2 separate regions of the Gossypium hirsutum genome follow, and region 2 is linked to region 1. The links are chromatin contacts, called in public Hi-C maps. All regions are on one chromosome and are shown on one strand. The core of a region is the stretch at or near the end of the contact, and the rest is flanking DNA. Distances in the headings are between cores, read along the strand shown.

What was found. Hi-C and Micro-C count contacts between places; a contact is called where the count stands out from the background.
Region 2: a Hi-C map of leaf shows a contact between it and region 1, with 2.7 times the contacts expected there. The contact joins the promoter of LOC107916034 here to the promoter of LOC107913654 in region 1. A contact is called at or near these places in 2 of 34 Hi-C or Micro-C datasets (callus and leaf).

The regions. Positions count from the first base shown.
Region 1 is chrD10:48,601,636-48,605,214 of Gossypium_hirsutum_v2.1, reverse strand. It overlaps LOC107913654 (E3 ubiquitin-protein ligase MIEL1), which reads left to right and starts at 2,001. Exons shown (of 12, transcript XM_016842305.2): 1 at 2,001-2,351; 2 at 2,447-2,534; 3 at 2,677-2,733; 4 at 2,847-2,879; 5 at 2,975-3,052; 6 at 3,163-3,206; 7 at 3,302-3,342. The coding sequence starts at 2,299.
Region 2 is chrD10:48,905,652-48,909,230 of Gossypium_hirsutum_v2.1, reverse strand. It overlaps LOC107916034 (acyl-CoA-binding domain-containing protein 6), which reads right to left and starts at 2,000. Exons shown (of 16, transcript XM_041102437.1): 1 at 1,925-2,000; 2 at 1,449-1,538; 3 at 1,155-1,236; 4 at 771-914; 5 at 455-637; 6 at 76-142. The coding sequence starts at 1,486. LOC107915907 (monothiol glutaredoxin-S2) reads right to left here. Exons shown (of 1, transcript XM_016845095.2): 1 at 2,987-3,579. The coding sequence starts at 3,523. The coding sequence ends at 3,215.

The DNA.
Region 1 (3,579 bases), core at 752-3,251:
GGTTTGTGTTGCAGGAATTTGCAGCCCTAAGGTAGGACATGTCATCCCCCAACAAGCCATCACGGAAAAACATAAATATAATTAGTATTAAATCATAATTTAGATGTTTTAGGAATAATAAGAGAAGTGCAAGTTGAGGTTTGGCATGCATATATCTCAACTCTTTTCCAAGATCCAATTCACCTGGCGCTCCATACCATGCACAACTTGCTTCTTTTTCTTTTTCCTTTTCCTTTTTTATCTCTAGATCCCATCTACTGACATCACCTAAATTATCCTTCACAATTATTTATTTTCTTTTACATATCATATTTTTATAATTAAATAATATTTTCAATTTAAATCTGATTTTATTCCAATTTCGATACTTACAGATCGAATCCTTGAACGGATGAGTCAGTTGGAAAACAAGCAAAACTAATGTCTTGTCATCGCTGCAAGGCACATTTTCATTTATGCTCACTTAACAAAATATTTTTTAGCTAAAATTGTTCCTTAACAAAAATCAATGAAAATATGCATATAAAGATATTTAAACTCACACCGATTGAGTTAGTACAATCTTAAATTTATCACTCAACCAAAACTTTATTTTGTTATTTTAACATGCACATTTTATTACCTTCATCCGTTGTCTCTATCTATACTATTATTTAAGTGATTGGGCACTAACTCAATTAGGGAAATTACGGAAAGCTTGTTAAGAAAATTACAAAAATATTTTTTCATAATTAAAATATGTTATATTATTCTATGGTACTTTAATGTTTTTATTTTTAATAAAGAAAATGCATATGATCGGCATTTGAACCCACGCTAATTAGATTGATAAAATATTAAATTTATTACTTAAACAAAGCTTTATTTTGATCTATTTTATACATTTTTATTTTAATATACACAATTCATTATCTCTATCATTTATCTATACTATATTAATAAAATCTCGTATTGGGTTGGTCTTATGAGGCAACCGAGCACCAACACTGTTAGAGAAATTACAAAAATATCATTTTATATTAAAATAAGTTATATTATCTAAAGGCATTTTAGTTTTTTTTATTTTACTCACAATTTAATCTAATTTTTTTATTTTAATATCGTACATATTTTATATGTTATTATAATTAATTAATTTTAAATCATACGTTTCATTATTTATTAGATATTATTTTTAAACATACAACTATATTCTAAATCATCATTAGTTTCTACGTGCATACGAATATAATAAAATTTGTAATAATAATTATTATTGTGTTTTGTGACCATCAACATGAACTCTACCGCTCATAAATAATGTGTTAAAATAAACAAAATTTGAATTAAACTAATTTTACTTTAGGGTTTATTCTATTTAATTATTATTATGCCTAAATTTAAATACATTTAAAAGTTCATTAGTCGAGCGACGTAATTTTTAATGTAAATCCAAAACTCAAAAGTTTTTTGTCACTTAAAAAGGAAATTATATTTATCAATTTTTTTTAATTTTTCATTAATTTATCACTAAAAGATTCCTTTTTTTAACTTAATAAACTAAAATATGAGATTAATGATAGTAATAATATTATATAAATAAGAAAAGTTAAATCGCAAATTAAATTGAAAATGTAATCAATGTATTTTAATTTAGTAGAATTTAAATTTTTTATTCTAGTCTCTATGTTTCTATTCATACCTCTCAATGATATCATCTCTAACCTTTGAATCTAGATTTTTTTTTCTGAAAAATACTCAACCTGTTATTCATGTTTTTCTTTGGATAATGCAATAAGGAAAACCATAATTCAGGTTTTAAGTTTAATCAATTGATATGAAGGAAGAACAATTTTTGGATTCAGCTTCAAGTTGAATGGAAACAAAAAGCGCTTGCACATGTTTGTTAAAATGCCCCCCAAAAGAAAAATTACGGACTGAAACACGATTCGCTGACACTGCGGCGACTGGTCCCTTTCTCTTAAAGTCATCACTGGCAGGCACTCCCCCCACCTTATCCTTTCTCTGTCTCTCTCTCCCAACAGAATCTCATTATTTCTATTATTCAATAATTACTATTGCCTTTTAATGTAAGATAGCTATTGTTATATTAAATATATATATTTTTATATATTTATATAAACGAGTGCCCCTTTGAAGGCGGGGGTTGGCATTCTTTTCTCTTCATTTAAGAATCCACGACAATCCAAGAAAATTTAGATCCCATCTTCCAATTCAGGAAACCCCCTCTTCTTTCTGGGTTTCCTCTGGATAATCCGAGAAGAAAAGAACAAAATTTGTCTTCCAATTCTCCTGGAGATGGAGGCCTCTTCAGCCAATGAACGCCTTCATTTTGGGAAGATGGGATATGGGTATCTCTTCTTTCTTCTTATCCCTTTTTTGTTTTTTTTTTTTGGGTCTTTTCCATCAATGATTCATTGGGTTTGTTTGTTTTTGCTTTTTATAGATGCCAACATTATAGGAGGAGATGTAAGATTCGAGCTCCCTGTTGCAACGAGGTTTTTTGGTGTCGCCATTGCCACAATGAGGCTTCGGTATTCGTTTTCGTCATTTTTTCTGCATCCCCCCCCTTTTTTTTTCTATGTTTTAAGCTGAAAGTTCCCTCGTTTCTGACTGTTTATGCAATTTCTTGTTCTGCGTATTCATTGTATTTGGATTCACTTATTGGTTCTTCAGAGCATGTTAAAGAACCCCATGGACAGGCACGAGATTGTTCGCCAAGACGTTAAACAAGTACGAAATTGAAAATCGCTGTGTTTTTCTTTTCTTTCAATTTATTGTCTTTCTCTTTTCAAGTTAATCATGTTAATGATATGTGCTTTTCGTGCCAATTTGTTTCTGTGTAGGTTATTTGTTCGGTTTGTGACACAGAGCAGCCGGTTTGTGTTTCAGATTTGTATCTTTTAAGACACAAATGGACCCTTTTCTTTGGTTTATGTTTTCACTTTTGGTGTTGGTTTTTTATGTTGCGTAGGTCGCTCTACTTTGTTCAAATTGTGGTGTCAACATGGGAGAATATTTCTGTGCAATTTGCATGTTCTTTGATGATGATGTAAGTACTTAAGATATAAGGAATGGATAGGCGTTTGATCCTTGTGTGTTTTACTATATAATGTTTATTTCTTTCCATTAATGTTTACTGTTCGGTTACATCTGATGCAGACCGAGAAGGAGCACTTTCATTGCCATGATTGTGGGATCTGCAGGTTATTTACCAAGTTTTAAGCATATATGGCTATTATTTTCATCTTGATTGCTTGAATTCAAGCTATGAGACTTAATCGAATGATTTTTGATACAGAGTCGGAGGTCGTGATAACTTTTTTCATTGCAAAAAGTGCGGTATGTACTTAACACCTTTATATCCCATTTCTTACCTTATCATGCTTGGTTCTAAGTTCTTAGATTCAATCCCATTCTTTTACTTTGTAATGGTATTTGTGGCTGATTTTTTATTTCATATTCAGTCGTATTCAATAATTTGCATTTCTCATTGGGTTGTTTTGAACTATTCTGGATTTTGCTGTCATGCACTTTCATAATCGTTCTTGTTTTTGTTCATCCTTGTTCTCAGTACGC
Region 2 (3,579 bases), core at 751-3,250, 300 kb before region 1:
AGAACCAAAAACGTACAACATCATGTATGGAAACAGAAAGACAATACAAGACCATAAAAGACTGTAACTCAAAACCTGAAACTTTGTCATTTGCAGGGTCAGTTCGGCCTCCAACCAGGAGGGCCTTTTTCCCCCATGAAACCTGGGTAAGGATAAAACAAAAAAGCTCAAGAATATCATACTCCTAATACATTGCATCCCACTCATCAGAAATAACATGAACCAGCACTATGATACTATAAAGTAGCACAAACAACTTAACCAAATCATTAAATTACAAGAATAAGATTGAAATCAAGTCTAAATAGTAGACACGGAGGTGGCAATACACAGCGTCACTTAATATCATAGCTAACAAGCATAAATGAACAACAGTTTGGCTAGTTTATATAGTATGCAAAGCAACGAGAATGCAACATAATGGAAAAGCTTAATGCATAGCATATGATTGTACCAGACTATGGCCCTTGCATGAAGGAATCTTAAGTGGAAGATTGCTTGGCGACAAGTAAAGCTTCGATGATGCCATGGTCCAAGAAAAAGTGTCGAAATTAAGAACCTGCACATCATCTAACAATCCGTTTGCAGATTCACCACCAACCACTATCATCTTGTTCCCGACAACAGTGGCAGCATGCTACTCAAGGAACACGGAAATATTTCAGCATTTCCGTCATAACCGATATACAAAATTTGAATTAAGTCATTAACCCTAAGATATGAAGCAATCAGACAATTGGAAAACATCGATAGACATATATATATATTACATTAAAGCGTGGCTCAGGCGTTTCTCCAGCAACTGACAATACCATCCAATTCTCGGAGTTCCCTGATGAATTAATCACAGGGGCAGGAGGACAGTGGGATTCAAGTTCATCAGAATGATTAACAGCAAGCATAGCAGACTCAACCTGAAACACATTAGAAGGCTTTAGCAACTTATACACGCTATGTTCCTTGGACTCTTCATTTTCTTTAAGTACTCATATTGGAGGCATGGGGAGATGAACTCCAAATATATGAAAAAACATAGAAAAATCTAACCATACGATAACGTATGATAGCCATATCCAACACACCGAGACCGAGTAATATATTATACACATGCCTACTGTTACAAAACCGAAATTCAAACATGTCAAAAGCCTCACATTTGGATTGTTGCTTTGTTTGGGCGGTCTCATAGGACTTTTAATTCCATTGGCGGACTCTGAAAGCTGTACTTTCTTCACTCTAAATCAAAACAAAAAATATACTAAAAATAAGTGAACAATGTTCAGCAACAAAAGGTCTTCTTCATGAAAACAAAAGATGTGGGATTTGGGGAAATATTTAATCAAGTTTGCATACTTTATCCACCAAGTTTCTTCATTGACAAAAAGGTAAAAAGAACATAAATTTAAATAAAAAATAGAAAATGATATATATGGGAAGAAGAAACTGACCTGCCAAGCTTCATGCGTCTACGAGAAAAGCTAAACATTTTCACCAAAGCAAAGCAAAACTCTTTCAATCAAAAACCAGGAAATAAAGCCCTAAAATTTCCACAAAAAATGAAGCTACATTATCATCAAGACTAAAACAACAAAAAAGCCTAACACTTCATTTATCAAAGTTCTGTTTTTTATTTTTATTTTTCTAAAAAAAACAAAGTACAATCGGGTCATATGTTAAACCTGAGACAAAAAGGTTTGACCTTTAAACTTGGACTTGAGCTGTTTGAGAATAAAAAAAAAGGAAAATGAAATAAAATTAATGGGCCATTGAGGAAATGAAGGTAGATGAGGAAGAAAGTAGTTGAAGCATTAGCTTGAGAGTGTGAAAGACCACTAAGAAGGTGCAATTATGCAAATGGGGTTTCATTGAAGAAGTGAACTGTACTTCTGCAAATAGTGATGATAGAGAGAGAGAGACAAAGTACCGGGTCGTCTTGTCCTGTTGTGTTTTGTTTGATTTATGAGATCCTTTGCCAAGATTTGCTTTGGAAGGTCCCTCTAACAACCTATAGATAATAGTGGTAGCTAGCTACTTAGCTTAATACCATGAAAATTAAAACTATGTACTAAAAACTTAAATTACAATTAAAATGGAAACAAAGAAGTTACTTTCATTCCAACTACCCACTTTCTTTTCCAGTTTTTACTATTTCCATGAGGGTGACTGAGGACGAGTGAGAAATAACATGGGAAATTTGAATAAGTTTCTGTGTCAAAAAAGATGGCAAAAATAAAGAGACCATGTTAAAAAAATACGTGTAGTTTTGTTGTTTAGTGTAAAGCTTTGGATGGTCGAGCCTCGAGGCATTTAATGGCGAGCGGCAGTGGGCTCCATTAAAAAGGATCCATCTCTCTCGGGAATTGCGTGCGGCTGCCATCACTGCCTCTGCCTGCTACAACTTTTCATCACACTGTACCTTTTTCTCTCTATACATTATCAATCCTGGCCCATTTACTCCAGAAATTTTGCAACCCAAATCCATTTATCTTTTTCGAAATGCCCATTTATATACTTCCAAGTATTATTTTCACAAGTTTTCGCTACAAATATTAATGCTCTTGATGTTGATATATTTTATAGTTGTGAACTTGAGATTTTTTCAAGTCTACTTATATAATAAATTATTAATCCAAACTTTAAATTTATTTATTATATTTTAATTTAAAAAATATATTTATATTATTTTTAATTTAGTATTTAATATTTTTTTATTTTTTATTTATAAAATTTTATATATAGACATCTTAACATTTTTTAAATGTTTATATTAAAGTAGTATATAAAGCTATAGATTTAATTTTTTATATATTATAAATTACCTAATATATAAAAAGAACATAATATAATATATTGCAAAGTTAGAAAAATGAGTTGGGCCAGGCTCGATCTTTGAATATTTTGATATTTTAAATTAATTTAAACTTTTTTTTAAGTCTCAAATTTCAAAGGATTATTTACCGTTTGTTAGAAAGACAAAAGACTAATGTAAATGTAAATCGCAACTTTTATTACTCAAAAAAACATAATTAGTACATTACCAAATAGATAACATACCCACTCACTAAGAGAAGTCGTTAATTAGTAGTGCTTACTGTTAATTAGACCTGAAATCTACACTCTCATGGATCTAATTTATGTGATTATATATAATAATATATAATAATCACAATTTTATTAGTGCCTTGGCATGCAAGTTAGTGGATTAATTTTTGGATTAAACCCAAAGTGCCCCAACTCTTCTAAGCATTGGAATTAAGGATCGATTAAGATGAAGACTCATGACCTCATTAGCTCCACCAACGAATTCACCACCAATGAAGACGGCTGGGACAGAAGGGTTGCAACCGAGCCTCGAAAGAGTTTGTTCGATTTCACGCCCTCTAGAAATCTCATCGAGTTCGTGAACCGCAGGGTTGACACCAAAGTCGTAGAAAAGGGTTTTGATGGTGTGGGACATGCAACACGAACTCTTGCTGAAGATCACCACTGGCTTCTCGGATGCCAACTTTGTCACTCTCTCCATTTGATATACTACGCGGAAAACAATGCCAAAAGTTAGGAAGGGTTTTGCAAGTGAGA